Linked DNA regions of Mus musculus: all the other regions are linked to region 2. A link is a contact called in public HiChIP or PLAC-seq data. All regions are on one chromosome and are shown on one strand. The core of a region is the stretch at or near the end of the contact, and the rest is flanking DNA. Distances in the headings are between cores, read along the strand shown. Region 1 overlaps Rragc (Ras-related GTP binding C). Region 2 holds the start of Yrdc (yrdC domain containing (E.coli)). Region 3 holds the start of 1700021L23Rik (RIKEN cDNA 1700021L23 gene).

Region 1 (3,894 bases), core at 584-3,083, 910 kb before region 2:
CGGCTCTTCTGATGGAAGAGCTTACTATCCAGTTTGGGGCATTTCAAATTAAGCCAAGTGCCTGTATCTGGCCCAGGGGAGGCTAGGAAATGGAATTTTTTTCCATTTTTTATTAGGTATTTAGCTCATTTACATTTCCAATGCTATACCAGAAGTCCCCCGTACCCACCCACCCCCACTCCCCTACCCACCCACTCCCCCTTTTTGGCCCTGGCGTTCCCCTGTACTGGGGCATATAAAGTTTGCAAGTCCAATGGGCCTCTCTTTGCAGTGATGGCCTACTAGGCCATCTTTTGATACATATGCAGCTAGAGACAAGGAAATGGAATTTTTAAAGCTCAGTCTCAGTTGCTTGTTCAGAATTGGGGTTCCACATATAAAGGTGAAGGGGGAAAATGGCAACCCACTCTTTCTGTCATAAGAGAAACCTTTGATCACCCAAAGTCTCAAGTGGATGTTCAGTCCCTAAAACAGATAGAGAGTAACTCTCCTCTCTCAAAGTTGGGTGGAGGATGCTGGAGCCCTGCTGAGCTTATATACCAATGCTGCCTGCCTGCTTCCTGCATACTTCATTAGCTGCTCTACAGGGCCATTGGTGGAAAGAATGCTACCCTGACTTGAGGATTTAACACATTCATCTTCCCACTTGATTTGTTAGATTACCAGTTCTCACTGTTCACGTCTGTCCTAGAGGTAACAGTGTTAGCTGCTGGATTCTTGGCTTTACAGTGATTGATTGCAGTGTGAAGAGTTTCGGAGAGAGGGGAGCTTCACAGTTGGCATTTAAATAGACAGGCTCTTTCTCTCTCTTGTAGGGTTGATAGACTACAACTTCCACTGTTTCCGAAAAGCTATCCATGAGGTGTTTGAGGTGGGTGTGACTTCTCACAGAAGCTGCAGTCATCAGACCAGTGCTCCAAGTCTGAAAGCCTTGGCACATAACGGCACGCCTCGGAATGCCATCTAGTCTGAGTCTCAGCAGCGGAGGCTCAGTGCTGGCTTAGTCCTCCCTCCAGGGTCAGATGCCATGCACTGCAGGACATGAGCGCTGCTGCCTATGGAGTCTGGAGACGATGACGACGGTGGAGTTTCTCTGCTGACGAGAGCCCCTCAGCCGGCTGTGTGCAACTGAAGCTACTCTCTAAGTACATCGCAAAAGAATTGCAGAGACCTCAGAACTCAGTGTGTCTTTTCTTCTCTCTTGAGCCCTACTTTAAATAGCTGGGATATTTTGGACCTGGAGATGATAACCAGTTAGCCATCTTTACCAGTGAATGTTGCTGTCAGTCCCAGCCTAAAACAGTAGGAAACTGAGTTTTATATGCTTCCCTAGGCCTTCACTTGAGTAGTGTCGAAAGACTTGCTTTGCTTACGTTCTAACACTGCCTTTCAGAGTTCAGATCTCACTGTACCTCTAAGACCTTGGAAGTGCATTACCTTGCTGATTCAGAAGACCAAGCGAAGGATGTTTCTGAAGAGAAGAGGAAGTTTTTGTGCGGCATCGGGGAGAGCCAGGCTCAGCAAGGGCAGCATCAGATCTCTGGATGTGTTGGAAAAACTTTGAAACAGAAGTGATTTTCCACAGCTGTGGTTCAGGTAGCAGAGGGCCGTGCTCTCCTCGCCTGATCATGACCATGCACAATGCAACAAAGGGAATTTAAGACAGAAAGACTTCCCCACAGTCCCCCCAGTGAAGGGACAAACTCATTATGTCACTGAAGTACTTAGCTCACTTTTCTTTAATCTCGATGCCATGGCTTTTATTCTATGCTATGTAGGCTCTTTACGAATTGTTTTTGACCACAGATGACCCTAAGGGCTCCTGCGAACCGTCCTCTGGGGATTGGCGGAAGCATGCGGTGGTGCAGCTGCAGCGTGTGCAACTTCACACACTCTGCGGTCGGTTGTCTGACACCAAGTGTCAGCTGTGCTACTTTGCTTTGCCTGAGATATGAATTCATAATTGTTCCCTGTTGTTCATGGCTGATACCCTTCCCACTGATTTAGGCTTTCACATTTTCTTTACTACACATGCCCAGTAGTCACATTCCAAAGCCACTGGGCCCCTTGAGTGCGTCAGTGCAGCTGGTGAGTGAAATGTACTCAGGTCTGTAACCTAGCAGTGAGACTTGGAGCACTTCCTGCAGATGACTGACTGTTGCGAATTTACATGGACCACGGTGATATCCAAAGGAAAAATGCTTTTATATTTATAGATTATTTCATTGAACTATATGTAAAATGGGTATCAATAAATGTATTTACTCCAAAGTCAGTGTTTGTTGTGTGATGTGTAAGAGTGCTTCTTTTCTCACCATTCCTCTGTCCTTTGCTGCTGTGTGCAGTCACCATTCCTTCTGTTCAGCACATCTGCTTTTGTCTTGAGATCATTTTCATGGCCCATTTCTGCTGTGGAGTAGGTGTGGGCTCAGGTGAGAACATGTTTGGATTTGTGGTTTTATGTTAACAGACCTCTCTGGTACTGGGGAGCATCCAGAGCCTGGCATGACTTGTACATTGCATCCAGGCAGAACAGTAAGGAGGCTGAGGTGAAACAGGAGTAGAAAGAGCATGGTGGGCTGGCTCAGCTGGTGAAAGTGCTTGTCACTGAGCCTGGTGACCTGAGTTTAATCCCTGGGATCCACATGGCAGCAAGCAAGAGCAGAGTCCTGCAAATTGTCTTCTGACCTCCACAGATACACTGTAGCTGATGGCTGCCCCTACCCACTAACCATGCAAAAGAGCCCCTAAAATCATGGTACCAAGTTTCCTAGGTACTCATTACTAACCTTTGGATTCAGTGTTTACATTAGGTTGAGTCTAAACTGACTGAAGAACTAGTCATTAACTAGAGGAGGTATTGTTTGAAGGATGTTTCATTTCACAATTGGACTACTTTAGAAGTGAAACTCTGAAATAGAAATGACAAGCTGTTTGAAAAGATCTATTAATTGTATCTAACAGTTCCCTGTAAGTTTTCACACGATGGAACCAGGTCAGGATGGGTAAAGAGCCTTGCTGAGAGCTGCAGATAGGATGGTGTGTACCTTAAACTCCAAGCCAAGGGAGTTCTCGGGCTGAAGAAATAGCTGTAAAGCTGTGCTGTGGGTAAACTGAGGTGTCCAGATGTGTCATAGATGTGATTGATAGCCCAGGAGGGCGTGTAAAGCTGTGCTGTGGGTAAACTGAGGTGTCCAGATGTGTCATAGATGTGATTGATAGCCCAGGAGGGCGTGTAGTCCAGGCTAACACCTGTATTCCTCATTTGCCTCCTGCCTCAGACTCAGGCTTGGTGATGCTGTTTTCATAGCATCATAGATTTGCGTAGCACAGCTGCATACACATGTGGCCTTAGCTACTTGGGGCCAGTGCAGAAGGGCCACTTAAGCCACTTAACCCCCAAGCTGTGAGATAACTTTTTTTTAAAAGGAAAAAAAAAAAAAAAAACCAACCAAATGACAAAAACCTAAGTATAGTGTTAAGCCCCAGAGACAGGAGAATCAGCGGCTTTGAAGCATGGTACTTAAAGCTGGTACACAGTTCTAGGCCAGCCTGAGTGAGAGAGTGGAGACCTTGTCCTAAAACAAAAATACAAAACAAAACAACAACAAAAAAACATATTTCAGAGGAGCTTGATGTGACAAAATTATAACCTGACAAAATAAATGCAGGGATGATTAAGAAAGGCAAAAAGACAGGAGGTGGTGGCACACATCTTTAATCTCAGCAGTTGGGGAGACAGGCAGGTGGGTCTCTTTAGTTCGAGGTCGGCCTGGTCTATAGTGAGTTCCAGGATGGCCAGGGCTACACAGGGAAACCCCGTCTCAACAAAACAACAACAACAACAACAACAAAAAAAAAAAACACAAAAACAGACAAGTGGAAATAGTGAAA
Region 2 (3,817 bases), core at 559-3,058:
ACGGGCTTTTCTGGTTGCCTGGCTCAGATCTAGCCAGAAAAGGCCACAAACTCTTTTCTAACACAAACTAATCATTGGCCAGTGGTCTTGGTGACAAGTTTTTAAGTCCCAAATAGTTTTATTTGAATTATGTAAAAGTACCAAGTTTATTTTAAATGTAAAACATGGGAACAACGGACTTCCACTGAGCGATATGAAAACGTTACAGGTTCAGTACTTCCAAAGGAAGAAACCTCCAACCCCTAAAAAGAATAAATACGAATTTGTATTTTTGAAGAATGTGAAATAATAGTGTTTGCTTAATTGCTCATTTTGTATAAACTTAATATTGTACTTTAAAATATCTGCTATGAAGTGAAAATTTAACTTTTTGGAATTGAAAAAGCAATATTAAATACTAATGAAATCTTAATTAAATGCTTATTTAAATCTGGTAGTACATGTGGCATTACTTCCCATCCCTGTCCCTGGTTGACACTCTCTTCCCACTCCCAGCCATCAAGTCTTGGAGGGACAGAAAAGAAAGGTCAGTCACCAGGGTCTGCAGATTTCCTTTTAATCAAGACTCTGCTCAAGTGTTTTGTGGGGCTGAGAGCCCCCAAAGCATGAAATGAACATGTAATACCACCTGGAACCCCCAAAGCAGGCCAGACCACTCTGGCCAGCACTGCTGGCTTCCTGAATCCGAGTACTCAAGACTGGATGTTTGTTGGCTCCATTTCAAAGCACAGTACTGCCTTCAGCCAGGACGACGTGGGAGTGAACCCAGCTGCTAGTAGAGTTGCCATCCCAGGCTGAGGGCCAAGTACCAGCAACTGCCCGTGAAGACTGGCCCCTTTTAGTGAAGGGAGTTGGTCACAGTCCAGCCACTGGCCCTGGAAAGGGACAGAAGTCAGGGTGCCCGGCTAGGGTATGATCAAGACTCCGAGGCTCCATCGCCAGCATCCTTTGGAAGGCCACCTCTGGCCGATACAGATGGCTGGGGCGGCGCTCCAGACTTGGCTGAACCGTTCTAGTTGGAACAGAAAAGGGGGGAGGGGGGATGAGCCCGGAGGAAAGGCCTTAAGTTAGGCCCCACAAGAATAAGGCCACTTGGCATCTCGACAGTACCATGCTTTTTCAAAACCTCGCTCAGATCAAAGGAAGTTAAGCGGTGGGGATGCTCTTCCACCTGCCTCCTTTGGAGCGGGGTGGGGGTGGGGAGCGCGAGCTAGACCAGTGCAGTGAGTGGGAAGCGCCCACCTCCCCAGGTCCAGCCCGGAGAGGGCACTGGGCACTGACCCCGCCACCAGCCGGTTCTGGGCGCCGGCGGCCCAGCTGCCGCAGCATCTCCTCACAGGCGGCGATGGTGTCCAGAAGCTGCCGCTGCCGCTGCTCCACGGCGTCCAGCAGCTGCTGGGCGCGTTCATCTCGGGGCGGCTGCGGGGGTGGCCTCCCGCCGAGCCCCAACCCCGCCTTCCCACGGTCCACGCCGGCAGCCTCCCTGCCCGGGAGAGAGACGGCGTCAGGGCCCGGCGCTAGGCGGCGCGAGGTCGCGGCCCCAACCCACCGCCCCGCCGGCCCGCTCTCACCCCCGTGACCAGCCTGCGCCGGGACCCCACTCCATCGCCGCCCGTGCCACCCGCTCACCACCCCTCCGCAGTCCGCCCCCCGCGCCGCGCGAGGAGTCCGCTAAGCCGAGCCCCGCCCCGTCCCCACCGTTCTCCTTCAAGTCGCCTGGGGGTCGCGGTCCCTTTAAGCGGCCGGGAGCGGAGGCGGGGCCGAGCCTCGCGGGCCGGAAGTTGCGTCCGTGCGTCACTTCCTCCCGGAAGCGGCTCGGCACGGATGTCTACGGCGCGTCCGTGCGCGGGGCTGAGGGCCGCCGTGGCGGCCGGCATGGGGTTGAGCGACGGGCCGGCTAGTTCTGGCCGCGGCTGCCGCCTCCTACGCCCTCCTGAGCCCGCTCCGGCGCTGCCGGGGGCCCGGCTGCTGCGGCTTCCGGAGAGCGAGCCCGTGGAAGCCGCGAGCCCCGAGCGCTCCGGCTGGACCGAGGCGCTGCGGGCCGCCGTGGCCGAGCTGCGCGCCGGCGCCGTGGTGGCGGTCCCGACCGACACGCTCTACGGCCTGGCCTGCTCGGCGAGCAGCTCGGCGGCCCTGAGTTGCGTGTACCGCCTCAAAGGCCGCAGCGAGGCCAAGCCGCTGGCCGTGTGCCTGGGCCGCGTGGCCGACGTCTACAGGTGAGGCGGCCCCGCTGGGGGCGGCCCCGCGGGAGGGGTTTCCGGTGACAGCCTCGGGAGACCGCGGCGTCCGCCGAGCGCGGGAGGGGCTTGTCCTTGCTCCCCGAGGAGGAATCCGGAACTGGAGATTGGTCGGGAGCGCTGACGGCTCGCCAAGATCCGCTCTAGACAGTCGGTCGAGAAGCTGAGTTAGGCGAGCATGGCACTCTTCTCCCGGTGCCCTTGTGATGGGCGGAGGGGAGGCCCGTTTCGGGGTAACGCCTTCCAGATGATTAAACGGATTGAGATTGTATCCACGTGCCACGGCGCTGTGGTTTTGTCCCCCAAGACAGGCGGATAGACTTAAAGCCCAGGGTACTCTGTGGAGTCTGTCTTCTGCCAGAACTCCGAGGAAGAGGGAGTAGAGAGTCAGGTAGATCTCGTTCATTATACACGCGAAGGGGACCCCTCTCCAGCATCTGCCTTAAGTCCCCAGGAAAGGTCCATCAGGGTGATTTGGAGAGGATTTGTGCTCCTTTGCCTGCAGGTACTGTCAGGTGAGAGTACCTAGGGAGCTCCTGGAAGACCTGTTCCCAGGCCCTGTGACCCTGGTGATGGAGCGCTCCGAGGAGCTCAACAAAGACCTGAACCCCTTTACTCGTGTGAGTCAAGAGTTTTCCCTTTTCCTGCGATCTAAATCAGACGCTTGCAAGCCCTCGATGTCTTCCTCACGTTCTCTTTTCTTGCTTCCCAGCTTGTTGGCATCCGGATTCCTGACCATGCCTTCATGCTGGACTTGGCCCAGATGTTTGGGGGACCACTTGCACTCACTAGTGCCAACCTCAGCTCCCAGGCCAGTTCTCTGAGTGTTGAGGTGAGAATTGGCCCCAGCAGGTTAAACTGCTGTTTCCTTAAAATCAACAAGGCTAACACTGTAATGGGATTGCCTGGCAGAAATTTGGGCCTTTGGTGCATGGGTGAGAAGGTTACCCATTTGGTGTTGGTTAGAGGAGGGTATCCGAATGAATCTTGGAAGGGGGCAGGTGGTGTACTTGTAAGGCCAGGACAAGGAGGCTAGGGTAAGAAAATCTCAGTCAGCCTTAGTTATTTAGGGACACTTACTTTTTTTTAATGATTTATTTTTATTTTATGTACATTGCTGTTTTGCGCGCGCGCGCGTGTGTGTGTGTGTGTGTGTGTGTGTGTGTGTGTGTGTGTGTGTCTAGGTGATGGTGTCAGATCTCCCGACCATGGAGTTGGTGATGGTGTCAGATCTCCCGACCATGGAGTTGTAGACAGTTATGAGCTGCTGTGTAGGTGCTGGGAATTGAACCTTGGTCCTCTACAAGAGCAGTCAATGCTCTTGACTGCCGAGCCATCTCTTTGCCCCTGGGAGCTTTACTTATTTTTCTTTAGAAAGTGTTGGAATTGTTTTATCTTGATAGGCCAAGGGAGAGCAGGTGTGGTTTTTTGTATCGATGATAATAGAAAAGATGTCGGAGTGGTGGTGAGCATCTTTAATCCCAGCACTCAGGAGACAGAAGCAGTCTGATTGCGGAGTTCCAGGCCCTCTGAGTTTACAGAATGAGTTCATAGAGAGACTCTGTCTCAAAGAAAAAGAA
Region 3 (3,890 bases), core at 1,065-3,564, 520 kb before region 2:
TGCTCTGTGACATCCCATCTCCATCTCCCCAGATTATTATTTTATTTTTTTAATTTGAGTACATTAAGCACACTCTGTGCTGAAAAGTTCTGTGACTTTTGATAAACTCATAGCATTGTCTCTACCTCAACATCACTTGGAACATTTATGCCCTTCTCCCACTGCTTCACCCAGCCAACCCTTCCCCCAGACAGCTGCGACCTCTTGTCCCTTGCTATAGCTTTGTTCTTTCCAGAGTGTCATGGAGTCTCCATCTTTTCATAGTTTCTATCATTAGCAACACACAGCCAAAACTCATCCAGCCAGGCACGATGGCGCATGCCCATAATCCCAGCACTCTGGCGGCTCAAGTGGCCAAGTGAGTTTGGGGCTAAACCTGGCTACATACAGAGACCTTGTTTCAAAAACAGGCTGGGGCATCAGGAACAGATGAGGTAGTTTCAAGTGCCACCACGCTTGACAACCTGAGTTCAGTTCCTGAGACCCACAGGGTAGGAGAAAATCAGCTATCACAAACTGTCCTCTGACCGCACACAAAACACCGTGTACACAACCACACAAATACACTAAAGAAATAAACCAACAAGCACGATTTTAAGGTAGAGCTGGCAAGAAGGCTTACATAGTAACAGTGCTTGCTACCAAGTTTGATGACGTAAGTCCCAGCAACCATATGGTGGAAGGAGAGAAGGGACTTCTACAGTGTGTCCTTTGACTTCCACACAGGTGCCCACACACATGAACTCATATGGATGCCGCATATTTGTAGTTGTACAGGTAAATATACAAATGTAAAACCTCTTTTGGATTAAAGATTTTTAAATAAGTGTTTTTTTTTCAAAGATTCATTTTTTTAAAAATGCCTTGGTACCTCAAGCCTTTTCACCACTAAATAATATTCCATTACAGGACTGAACCACCGTGTGTGCATGAATTAATCGGCTGAATGACACTCGGCTTTTCCAGTTTTGCTGGCTGTAAATAATGCTGCCCTGGGTGTTTGTGGGAAGATTTTATTGTGGGGAACAGCCAAGAACTGTTGGCAAGGCCACAGTGAGCTCTGTGAGTCCTCCAAAGGGCATCTATGGTCAGTCTCTGGGTTCCTGTTGCCTGGATCCTCTCCAGCACAGGAAATTGCCCTTGTATTTATTTGATTGTTTAACCCGTCCATTCTGCTAAGTATGCATATTCCTACAGTCATGGCTGTGTTCTGACTTCAGTCCTCTAGTGACAGAGGATGGCTCCAATTCACATCTTTCCGTATGCTTTGTTGGGATTGCCTTCATAGAGGAGACATCTGTGTTAAATCACGAGTCCAGTGAGGTAGCTCAGCAGGTGAAGGCGTCAACCGCCAAACCCAATGACCAGAGTTCAATCCCTGGGTGGGACCCACAGTGGAAGGAGAGGACAATCTCCAGCAAGTTGTCCTCTGGAGAAATAAAAAAGAATTCATGAAAAATGTAAATGTGAAAAAACGTAAAGACTTGTTATTTTAGATACTAGCCTTTTATTAGATAAATATTTTTTTAAAAAAATATTTTCCCCGCAGCAGTCCCTCTTACAGAGCAGAAGTTATTAATTTTAATAAAATCCAACTTATCAGTTTTTTATTTCACGGATCATGTTTTTTGGGTGTTATATCTAAAAACTCATCACCAAGCCAAGGTCACAGATTCCCCTCTCATAAGTTTGGTTTTGATAGATAAATGCCTGTGTGTTATGGTTTAGTTGTCCCACCCCTCCCCCACCCCCACCCCCAAAAAAGATAAGTCCTACTTCCTATGAATGTGAATTTACCTTTAAACAGGGTCCTTCTGGGCAGGGCTGATCAAGTTAAGATCAGCTCACAGGTGTAGGTCCTCAGCCAATGTGGTGTCCCTGGAAAGAGGACCGGGCATGCGAACATGGGGTATCGATCAGAGAGCATGGGGCAGCATCCGCAAGCCAAGGCCACCAAGAACTGAAGCCTTAGCCGGCGGCGCATCCTCCCTGACTCCTACCCTGAGGGGATGCTCCAGAAGAGTCATCCCTCTGTAGCCAGGTTCCTGTCCAACAGCAACCTAAGGAAAGGGTTCGCTTTGGTTCGAAGTTTAAGGGGACCGTGAATCAAGGGGAGCAAGGTGGGAGGCGGAACTACAGATGAGTGGAGCCGCACTGCATCCCCAGGCAGGAAGCAGAGCGTGGGGGATGCTGGTCCTCAGTCGACTTCCTGTCTTTTACTCAGCACGGGACCGCAGTCCGTGGGATTTGTGATGGTGGTGCCCACATTTAAGTGACCTTTCTCTTATCATCAAACCTTTCCTGAAATGCCTTCATACACATGCCCAGAGGTGTTTCCATGGTGATTCCAGGTCCCATCCCACCTACCGGTGTTTGGGACTTCCAGTCGCTAGGAGTAAATGTCTGTTGTGTTGTTGTGTTAAGATTCCTGATGAGAGCACCTTGTGGGGTTTGAACACACAGGACCAGTTGACCTCCATCCTAGCATTAATATTCCTGACTCTGCAGGGAGCTCCTTTGTCCTGTGTGTGGTGGTTAACTTCAGTTATCAATGTGACTGGATTGAAAGATGCCTATTTATTATATTGATAAAGCATACTTCTGGGAGTGTCTGTAACGGTGTTTGCAGAGATCAGCGTGTGAGTCAGGGAACTGTGGAGGAAGTGATCTGCCCTGAACCTGAATGGCAGGCAATAGGCTGAGGGCTTGGATGAAACAACAAAAAGTAGAAGGGTCTGGAGAGATGACTCAGCAAAGATGAGATGACTCAGCAATTAGGAGCACTTACTGCTCTTACAGAGGAGTTAAGAGTTTAGTTCCCAGTACCCAGGTCAGTCAGCTCACAACTGCCTATAACTCCAGTTCTGGGGGATCCAACATCCTCTTCTGGATTCCATGGATACCTGAGTGTTTCTGCTCTCTCTCTCTCTCTCTCTCTCTCTCTCTCTCTCTCTCTCTCTCTCCCTCTCTCTCTCTCTCTCTCTCTCTCTCAGACAGACAGACACGGGCAGGCACATATAATTTTAAATTTTTTAAATAATTCTAATAATAAAAAAGAAAGATGAGCAAAACTAGCTTCCAGGCCCATGATCCCCTTCTAGACATTGCTGTTGCTGTCATCGTGGTGGATAGACTCCAGGTTCATCAGCCTTTGAACAAGATTAGCTTCATGGGTGGTTCACTGGAAAGCTTTCTGGCGGTCAGCTTCACACCGAGTCTACATCCTTGGCCTCTCTCACTCATAACCTCTTTCATTGGCAGCTAGCAGGTCTCCTGGCTCAGCTGGTACTGGACTTTGTGAGACTGCAGCCCAGCTGTGTGTTTGCTATGTTTGAGACAATGTAGCACTGTAGCTCTCATATTCCTTGCCATTGGTTTTCTTTCTCTGAAGAACACTAAGTAACAATAGTCTGTCCCTGGAAGGGTCCACCATTCTGGTTTCTATGGTCATGGCTTAGCCTGTTCTAGAATAGTTTACAAGCATGGTCATGGAGCCCATGCTATATTTTTAACAAGCTCCTTTACCCACATGGCATTTCTATACTTATCCACATTGCCAGACAGGACAGTAGTTTCTTCTACTCCAAACAGTAGTCAGTTTTATTAACATATTACAGTCTGTTTATCCACTCCCCTATCTGTGGACCACTGGGTTGCTTCCAATTTGGGGCTATTATGAATAAAGCCACTCTGAATATTCTCCCACAAATGAGGCATGTGTTTAAATGAAGACACAATTGTGAACATATGGTTAAATGCACAGTAGAATTGCCAGATCATAGAGAATGTATGTGTTTAACTTCACACGAAATCCTCAATTTCTTTTACCAACATTGGCAAAACATTGACAGTCTCACACCCCCACCATCTTTAGCTGTATGCCCATTGCT

What was found. HiChIP or PLAC-seq counts read pairs in DNA pulled down with a chosen protein or histone mark.
Region 1: an H3K4me3 HiChIP or PLAC-seq map of the 230-238 cell line shows a contact between it and region 2, with 6 times the contacts expected there. The contact joins the enhancer-like site here to the promoter of Yrdc in region 2. A contact is called at or near these places in 14 of 39 promoter capture datasets (the 3T3-L1 cell line, the C10 cell line, the HPC-7 cell line and 10 more), 1 of 15 datasets of contacts at CTCF or cohesin (large pre-B cells), 8 of 484 Hi-C or Micro-C datasets (the G1E-ER4 cell line, cardiomyocytes, cerebellum and 4 more), 12 of 115 datasets of contacts at active chromatin or transcription factors (the 230-238 cell line, astrocytes, bone marrow-derived macrophages and 9 more) and 3 of 9 other capture datasets (adipose tissue, embryonic stem cells and liver).
Region 3: a contact with region 2 is called in an H3K4me3 HiChIP or PLAC-seq map of embryonic stem cells, with 2.5 times the contacts expected there. The contact joins the promoter of 1700021L23Rik here to the promoter of Yrdc in region 2. A contact is called at or near these places in 1 of 39 promoter capture datasets (stem cell-derived epiblast-like cells), 1 of 15 datasets of contacts at CTCF or cohesin (embryonic stem cells), 1 of 484 Hi-C or Micro-C datasets (embryonic stem cells) and 3 of 115 datasets of contacts at active chromatin or transcription factors (all in embryonic stem cells).

What each region holds. Positions count from the first base shown.
Region 1 is chr4:123,934,723-123,938,616 of GRCm38.p6, forward strand. It overlaps Rragc (Ras-related GTP binding C), which reads left to right. Exons shown (of 7, transcript NM_017475.2): 7 at 816-2,275. The coding sequence ends at 967. Among named protein-coding and RNA genes, the nearest start is that of Rragc, 19 kb to the left of the region's middle. Within about 2 kb of position 1,834, at least 4 of the 459 cell types and tissues checked have an H3K27ac peak or open chromatin away from gene starts, as enhancers often do. A contact at or near this core is called in the 230-238 cell line, where this site is marked.
Region 2 is chr4:124,848,951-124,852,767 of GRCm38.p6, forward strand. Yrdc (yrdC domain containing (E.coli)) reads left to right here and starts at 1,809. Exons shown (of 5, transcript NM_153566.2): 1 at 1,809-2,216; 2 at 2,743-2,857; 3 at 2,950-3,069. The coding sequence starts at 1,825. It overlaps Mtf1 (metal response element binding transcription factor 1), which reads left to right. Exons shown (of 11, transcript NM_008636.4): 11 at 1-850. 1110065P20Rik (RIKEN cDNA 1110065P20 gene) reads right to left here and starts at 1,614. Exons shown (of 3, transcript NM_001347196.1): 1 at 1,572-1,614; 2 at 1,282-1,483; 3 at 535-1,012. The coding sequence starts at 1,606. The coding sequence ends at 917.
Region 3 is chr4:124,330,406-124,334,295 of GRCm38.p6, forward strand. It overlaps 1700021L23Rik (RIKEN cDNA 1700021L23 gene), which reads right to left and starts at 2,315. Exons shown (of 5, transcript NR_166446.1): 1 at 1,798-2,315.